2 separate regions of the Mus musculus genome follow, and region 1 is linked to region 2. A link is a contact called in public HiChIP or PLAC-seq data. All regions are on one chromosome and are shown on one strand. Each heading gives the region's core, a stretch centred on a gene start, on an enhancer-like site or on the middle of the called end of the contact. The rest is flanking DNA. Distances are from core to core; before and after follow the strand shown. Region 1 overlaps Samd12 (sterile alpha motif domain containing 12). Region 2 overlaps Ext1 (exostosin glycosyltransferase 1).

Region 1 (4,251 bases), core at 527-3,026, 490 kb after region 2:
TTTCCAAGGAAGGGCACTTTATTTTCAAGAATTGTAAAGAGAAAAATTACTATTAATTCATTGTTTCAACTCTGTCCAGTAGAAAATTATTATGTGTGAAGTAAAAGGAGAGGTTGAGAACAGTTACCTGCCAAACATGGGTTTGGGCTGGTAACTTAGTTGGCAAAATGCATGCCAAACACAGACAAAGCCCTTGGTTCTATTTGAAACACTACATCCATGTATGGTCCCAACATTGAGTAGCTGGAGGCAGGAAGATCAGAAGGTCAAGGACATTCCTGACTACATGGAATACATGGAACTCTTGTCTTAAGAAAATCATCATCATCATCAACAACAACAAATCTACAACATCTTAGTGACGTTTCAGTATTCACCTACCATTTTTAAGAAAGAAAGGAGTGGGGAATACCTTTATAGCTTTTCAGCATCAGTCTGAGAAATAGTCTACTTCATACCTAATCCATCTCAATTTAGCACACTTAGTATCTGACCTTTACTCTTACTCTGGAAGTCTTTGAATAGAATTCAACCAGCCCTTTCATTTTGAAATGTTAGGCTCAATATATATTCTATTACTAAAAGTAGCTTTATATTAAAGGGTGGGGTTCATGGTATAGATGAGGAAGACCACTGGAGACCCCTTAAATGGGGAGGTAATCCCTTCATATTTTCCATAAGCCTGCACTGCTAAGGTTAGGTTCTATCACCACAGAATGTCCCAGTGAATACTACGTACCTAAGGCCTAGCTAGCAGAGTGTTCTAGAGTTTGCAGGGACACTGACCAGGTCGATCACACTTCTGGAACAGAGAAGGACAGCAAGCTGATCAATTTAGAGTCCAGTGTGACTAAGGAGAAATTTCTTTTTAAAAGAATATTACTAGCGTCTCTCATCCCATCTCACGTAGCTGCACGAGTGGCGCTGTTCAGAGATGGTAGTTTTAAAAGGTGGGAACAGGAGCCTGATCGTAGGTCATTGTCATGTACCCTCAAGGTGACTGTGGAACCTCCGCCTTTGCCCAGCTTTGCTCTCTAGGTAAGTGATGCGTGGATGCTCTGTCCAGTGTTCCCCATCCTTTGGTCTACCCACAGAAGATCAAAGCAATGGGTCTGCCTACTTCTGTACTGAATCTTCAAAATGTGGGTCTAAACAAACCTTTTCTCTGCATATGTTAATTATCACTCTATAGAAAGCTATTGCAAAGCCAACTCTACCGTTAGTTGGTGTAACTGCTCCCCCTGGAGGAACTCAAGAGAACTGCAAACTACTCACCATCTAGTGTCCTGCCCACAAAGACTGAGGAGAAGTCTTTAGGACAAAGCAGGTAAATAATCCTTCGCAAATATTTCTTCCAAGGATAATTTCTCAAACAGATTGAGAACCACCACACAGCTCTGTATTTCAGATCTTTTATGTTTTAGTTTGTACCCTCCCAGAACAAGACAGATATAAAGATGCACACGGCCACCATGGCCATGCTTCCTTTTGCATTCGGATAATTTGAGGATAAACTACTTTAAAGGATAAAGATAACAAGATAATCCTTGAGTGTACATGTACATTATTAGGGATAATCAGTTACTTTATGTTATAAAAATAACAGAAAGGCAAAACCACTTTTTGACAAAAGGTTGTACTTAACTGGAAAAAAAAATTGACTAAAGGAGAATGTGTAGCTTCTGCTCTTTGTTCAAGATGAGCATACCAGGAAGGTGACTCTTGATGAGGTTTTGGTAGCATTACATTTCCTTCTAGCCTACGGCTTTTAGTAACCCATTCTAGGATAAACAGTCTCCATTCCTAAGTATGTTTTAAGGATGAGCTGTCCAATCTGCCCACACATGTGGAACAGCCAAGTCTCCTGGACACATTCCATGTGCAGAAGTGGCAGCTCTGACTCAAACTGTCTGCCTGTCCCGTGTGAGAGCGAAGAGAGGAAGAGAGGCCTTCCATGGCAGTTATGGTTCAATGTCATTCGTTCAGTGTGCCCCTTCCCTTCTCTCTGGATGGCTATTTTTTTTTCTTAGACATTCCCCACATCTCAGCAAAGCACAGACATCAGTGGACGGAGTTGTAAAAGGAAAAGGAGAAATCAGATTTTCTTTCTAGCAAATCAGGGAACCTGGGTTCACTAATTTAACAGCTCTACTGAAGTGGAAACAAAGACACAGTTACTCATCTTAACCAGTGCGATGACATTGAAAAGTGGGACGTAAAGAAAAACAGAAAACATTATAAGAATAGATTAGCATCCTGATTACTAACTACAGTAATTGTTACTATTAATTAAGCTAATAGATTAGGGAAAGAACTTTGACCAGACAATGCTTCCATCCCTACCGCCTCCCCCTCAACCCCTCCAAGTCAGGGAACATCACTCAAATTCTGGTACAGAATAATTAGTGACATTGCCCTTCTATTCAGTTGCCTCTAACAGGCCCTTGGGAGTCAGCTGGATTCAAAGAAACCTTTAAACGTGAACAGAATCAAATAGCCGAGACTGGGCTTCATCTAAAATAACATAGAGCTTGTTGAGCTAAATGGTACAGCTGCCAAAATTCCAGATTGTAGAGATTGTCCTAAGTGAAAATCAAACCATTTTCTGGCATACAGATTCATTTATTGAGGCTTGGCTAACCTGGCCAAGTGCTACTGAGGACAACCAACATATGATAGAATCAGAGGAGAACCTCTCAGCCAACAGGACCTTGCTTGACTTCTCCAGGCTTGCTTGCCCTCGCTGTAGCATCCATCTCAAATACGTACCATCGCCTCAAATACATACCATCTACATGCATTCGCAGAATCATCACTGAAGACTATTTGATTATGTAAAACTCCAATTTTATTTTAATGAGTTACCTACTGTGTTTGTATTTTGATTTTTTTCAGAACATTTGCATATTTAAAGAAGTGTTTAGAAATGTGGCCCATGATGTTTTTTGGGGGAAAAACTATGGATTAAGGAAAAAATGGAGCTCTGCAGAATGGGGTTAGTGAAGGAAACTACATTATGAGAGTCCTCCTAGTAACCACCCAGCTTCAGAACAGAGCTCCATTCTCGAACAATGAGTCCTGTCTCTTTCTTAGTCTTCTCTGTGTCTCCATTCTCCCGGAGCTGGCCCTCCAGTAATAGCTGGGCAAATGTTTATTGAGTAAATTAATGAGCACTAATTTAAAGATAATTGAACAATTAGTAGGTAATGAATGATTTGTAAATTAGCAATTTATAATAAATTACAAATTATTTGGTTAATCGGTAAATAATTAAACTTCAATAGAAATAGCTATGAGATATTCAGTAAGTAAACAAATGGACAACACAGAGGGAAAAAAAATCCTCTGAAAATGAAAGGACCAAAATATTGGATATTCACAATGAGGAGAAATGTTATTATTTTCTCACACTGTAAGATATAAGTAGATGCTGAAACAGAATTAGATAAATTAGTGTGAGTAGTGCAATTCACAGTATCATCTTGCATAATAACCTATTATTAACAATGATTTATTTAATATTCAACTGCTAAATGCCCAATTTAGGATCTTACTGTTTAAACATCTCTAGAGGATTTTGTATTCCAACTGCATGGCTCTGCAGACGAGGAATCTGAGACTCGTTTGGATGAACACCTGCCTTATGATGCCAGGCAAATGCACAGCTCACTGGATTTTCAGTTGGTTCATTCTTCTACTTCATCCATTCTGCTCCTATGTCTCTAGTATTTACTACACATTCTTTCTATGAAGAAGACCAGATAATTTGTGACTTCTGAATTAGCATTTATTAAGGGATGCATGAAACAGCCATTGTTTTAAAGGATGATGTTTCAAAGCTGGTCTATGATCTTCTGGATCTAGCATGGCTTTGCTCTTAGTAGTTTAGGAATCATTTGTTTCTTTTTTGTTGTTGTTGTTGTTGACACTTATTCCAGGGAGCACAGTAGACATGTTCATAAATCTAGTTTACTTTCTCGCTGTTCTTTCAAACTGCACTTTTGAGGGACGGCCAACTCAAATGTGAACAACGAATGTTATGTGAATCACAAAACTTCCCAAACAAAACTCAACTAAGTAGTTCTTAAAACATAAATAAATAGATAAATAAAGGTCGGGAATATTTTTATCATCCAGTGAATGCATGCACTCGCGTGCAAACATGCAACACCAACGTGTGACACTTCAGGAAGACCTGCTTTTCCCATGGTTTTTCTTGTTCTGAGATTTTGTTAGCTATCGCATAAAAAA
Region 2 (4,306 bases), core at 1,626-4,125:
GATTATGAATCATTTGTGAAAAATACAAAATGAAGTAAGAATAAAGCATTTTTCATGCCTAAGCGAGACTATGACAGGAAACACCCGAGCTCAAGGGATTTTTCATTTACCATAACTTTCTAAATGGACATTGGGAAAAGAAGAGGCAGAAGAACCGCTCATTTTGTAGATCAGCTCATCTGAGAAACTGCACTCAGAGTTTAAAATGTCTCTTTATAAAAGTCCAACATTAATTCAAGTGGAGAAGGAAGTTATGCCCATGTGTAGACAAGATAACTGGGCTGACAACGGAGATTAAAGAGCCTTGAAGTATCCTTCTAAACTTATTGACAAGGAGCTTCCTAGTAGGCTTGCTATAAAATTTACAACACGTCCTCCCAAAGGCCACAGACCTTCCGACCAGCAGGTAATTCATAGAACGGATTCTAAGCTGGCTCATTGTAAGGGACTAACAGAGATTTACACTGAGTACTTTGTTCAGGGTTCAACACACTTTAATTACATCAGATAACACCTGCTGTTCTCATTTTTCCTGGAAACGGGCTGAGTCCAACTCCTATTTATTTAAGCGCCTGCAACAATGAGTCTCTGCTGTGTCAAAATATGAGGACAAAACTGAAGGTAAGGAGGAAGGACAGGAAGAAACCTGTCTTGGGCCCAGCTCTTGATGGGCCCTGAATTGTCCTTTTGAGGCTTTACAACAGCTTAACCTAAGAGTCGGGTGGGAACACACTGGGGAAGAGCTGGGCTGAAATGAAATTTGGGTCTGGAAAGAGTCTAAGCCCTGGTGTGCTAGAATGTTGCTGCAGTGGGACCATGACTTGTGCACACTGCTGCAGGTCAGCTACCTGGATTGCTCCAGGTACTATCATTTGGCTAGGCCTGGTCCTTTCTCTATAAGCTTAGGACAAGGATGTTTGCTGCTTTTTATATGTAGAAAGAGTATCTTGTGTATTGAATGGGTGCATCACCTGTCAATTAAAAAAAAAATCTATAGCTTATAGGAAAATTTAAACTAGAAGGTAGGACATCAGGTATGCAGAAAGAATTCTAGGATAGAGTTGGACATGGGAAGAGTAGCCAGGGAAAACATGAGGACAGACACGTGGTGCCGGCGCAGAGGTGACCAGTAACATGGCAGAATGTAGATTAATGTAAGTAGATTATGTTAAATTATTAGCTAGTCAGTGAATGAGCCTAGCTATATGGCCTAAGTATTTATAAGTAAATTTTCAGTCTTAGTCACTAATCAGGTTGCTTGGGGCTGGGAGGAAAACAGCCCACCATACAACATTTATATGTATCCACAAAAAGAAAATTTATTAAAAGGAAGTATGTGGAATTTTGGTCATGTTGTCTGGATCCCAGTGGCTTGTGCATTATTAAGAAAAACAAAACAAAACAAACAAACAAAAAAAGCTCTGTCATTAAGCTATATCACCAACCCCCAAAATGTGTGTTTCCATCCAATTTAAAACAATCTAACAGTCTGTATTTAGGGAAAGGCATACTAGGCCTAATTTAGGTAGGAGTACACTCTATGAATATGAGAATAATAGTAACAAAACACAAAGGCCAGGCTCTTAGATGGAAAACCCAATATTATTTGGAGTCACATCCCTCAGGAAAATCAGAAAGTGGGAACAGAGGCAGTGTTTTAATAATACCTTTAGGACGGTCCACATTAAAGAGACAAAAAAGAGGAGGATGCTAAAGGCCAGGCCTGGACATAGGTATCTAAAATTCTAGGCAGTGAGCCATGATGCTCTTGTTCAAAGCATGCTGGGCAACTGGGTAAGATCCTATGTCAAAATAAAAACAAACCAATGAACAAAGATACCAGGGACATGGCTCAGTTAGCAGAATGCATGACTCGTATGCACCAATGCCAGAGTTTGCGCTCCAGCATTACATAAAACCAGACATGGTAGTGTGCACCTATAATCCAGCATTCCAGAGGTTCACTGTCATCTCATAATGAGTTTAGTATTTGCCTTGGACACCGGAGACTCTGACCTCCAAAAGAAGATAATATATAAATGATAAAATCAAAAGGGATGAAAATTTAGCTCACAGGAGAGTAGTTGTTCAGTATGTCTGAGCCCCTGGCTTCCATCCTCAGCCACACCTGACCACCCCACCTCTCCAACTCTTAATCAAGCCTCTATGCTCCTGTTCTCCTCAGCTCTTCATTATCTTAAGTGATATAAAAACAGAAAACAGACATTTGTACTGAAGCGCGTCATCCATTTTATAAAGTTACTCATTGGCTGACATAGTGCAAGCCATATTTAGCAAAATCTGAACAATACAATCAAAAAAAAAAAAAAAAGAAGGAAAAAGAAGAGAAAAGAAAGAAAAGAAAACCAAATACTTACTATGTTTCACTACTGGCAAGGCTATATGTGCTAATTATCTTAATTACTTCACCTTTCTACTCTTCACCCACTTTCTACACTGTGTCCCAAATAATAATCTATGTTTGGTTTCTCAGGGCTTCCGGGGATGTGCAGACTATCATCTTTGTTAGACTCTCACCTAGTTGGATGCTTAGCCATTAATGTATGCACATAGACACACACTTCAGACACAACTTCAGCCTCTTTCCTTGTAGCCAGAGTTGTGGTACATTGCTTTCCTGCAGTAAGAACAGACAACAACCACCCCCCCCACCAAACGCTGACCCCCGGGTGGCAGAGGAAAGTTGCCAGGATGCACAACTGTGAGTGTTCTTCTGCTGGACTCTAAACCTCACGGACTACAGTCTTAACAGAGCCCTATGTGAGCTCTTAATTACTCTGCTTCCTCCACCCTACCTATCTCTTATCTCCCTGACCACACTCCTGGTGACTGGGTCATCCGAAAGTTTCAAGTGCATATGGTTCAGGGTGCCAGATGACCAGGCCCAACTTATCAGCAGTGAATGCCAGCCACCTTTGCCCCAGGTTTGATTACAGTGAATTATGAATCATTCTTGCAGCTGTTCAATTTAATTTTTTTATATATAAAACTGATGGAATATAAGACTTTCAATCTCACAGCAGGACCTGCCATTTACTGAATGCTTATTCTGGGGCCTGGCCCTGTCTTTATACCATTCAGTCACTAGATTTTCATGATAATCACATTAAGCAATGTTAGTATTCTCGTGTACTAGGGAAGAAACAGGTGTGGCTGAGTACCTTGATGGTTCCTTCAGTATCCATTGCTGGTTTTCTTCCTCCTTTCTAGAACAATCTAGAACAATCTGTTCTCCATTAGGAGACTGCTGGTGGTATAATGTCTGGCTCCCACCAGCTCCCACTCACAGAATGTTCTGATGGTCCAGCCATTCATGGCACTGTTCTCTCCAATGAGCAACTTTGTCAAGAGGATTTGGGTTCCAGGAAGGTCCCTTTCATATTCTTTAGAGCGCCTCAAGATTTATAGATTCTTTTCTTATTTTGAACCTTAACCAGTTCAACTCACAGGCGGTCTTCCCAGCCAACTACCTGCACATATATATATTCATACCACAGGACCCATCATGGAAGCCTCTCTGGACGAGCTATGCCTTGATGCAATAGCTACAGCCAGGCCATCTTGTTCCCAAGAGAAAAATACATTTGTCACCAAAACTGGAGTGCTGAGGTGGCGAGTAGAGATCATAAAGTGTCTGGAACCCCTTGGATATGACTAAGCCACAAAATAAACCAGCTGAGGCTCCCCTATGAATCTGTTCCTTGCTCTGTGGATGAATACATGTCCCTGATAAAACATGCAATAAATAAAGCCGAGGTTAGCGCTAAAACTATATCTGGAGCCTTATTTTTAACCCCAATGGTGCTCAGTGGGGTTATAATTCAAAACTCTATTACTATTCTACACATTCTCTGCAATGGTGAATTATCTAAAACCAATGCCCTACCAACAGCATGACATATCAACCTATAAGGGGAAATGGCTGCTTCTATATTCACAAGCACTCAGACACCAAACGGACTTTTTCCACACTACAATTCCCCAACTTGCTGGATATTAATGAGTTGCTAAATGGCTCAATTTGTGTCTGATGCTATACATTCAATTAGTGTGGGATCACAGGTGTGGGGGCTCAGTTTCAATCACTGACACCAAACACCAGTCCTGCTGTTGAACCTGTACACTTTTGAGCTTTTGATACAATTAGTTGTCAATCAGAGCTTTCCACACCCCTCTGCATTGATTCAGCAATTTGGTAGGGCTAGGTAAAGAACTGAGAAAAACAGTATCATTTGTATTGCTGTACTAGGAAAGACAGATATGAGAAGCCAAGTGAGGGAAACAT

Evidence for each region. HiChIP or PLAC-seq counts read pairs in DNA pulled down with a chosen protein or histone mark.
Region 1: an HNF4G HiChIP or PLAC-seq map of pancreatic cancer cells shows a contact between it and region 2. The contact joins two enhancer-like sites. A contact is called at or near these places in 3 of 15 datasets of contacts at CTCF or cohesin (the NIH/3T3 cell line, large pre-B cells and pro-B cells), 9 of 484 Hi-C or Micro-C datasets (the 63-12 cell line, the C10 cell line, the CH12 cell line and 5 more), 2 of 115 datasets of contacts at active chromatin or transcription factors (bone marrow-derived macrophages and pancreatic cancer cells) and 1 of 9 other capture datasets (adipose tissue).

What each region holds. Positions count from the first base shown.
Region 1 is chr15:53,687,620-53,691,870 of GRCm38.p6, forward strand. The region is part of intron 3 of Samd12 (sterile alpha motif domain containing 12); the gene reads right to left. Among named protein-coding and RNA genes, the nearest start is that of Mir28c, 75 kb to the left of the region's middle. Within about 2 kb of position 1,777, at least 51 of the 459 cell types and tissues checked have an H3K27ac peak or open chromatin away from gene starts, as enhancers often do. A contact at or near this core is called in pancreatic cancer cells, where this site is marked.
Region 2 is chr15:53,199,651-53,203,956 of GRCm38.p6, forward strand. The region is part of intron 1 of Ext1 (exostosin glycosyltransferase 1); the gene reads right to left. Among named protein-coding and RNA genes, the nearest start is that of Ext1, 140 kb to the right of the region's middle. Within about 2 kb of position 2,876, at least 32 of the 459 cell types and tissues checked have an H3K27ac peak or open chromatin away from gene starts, as enhancers often do. A contact at or near this core is called in pancreatic cancer cells, where this site is marked.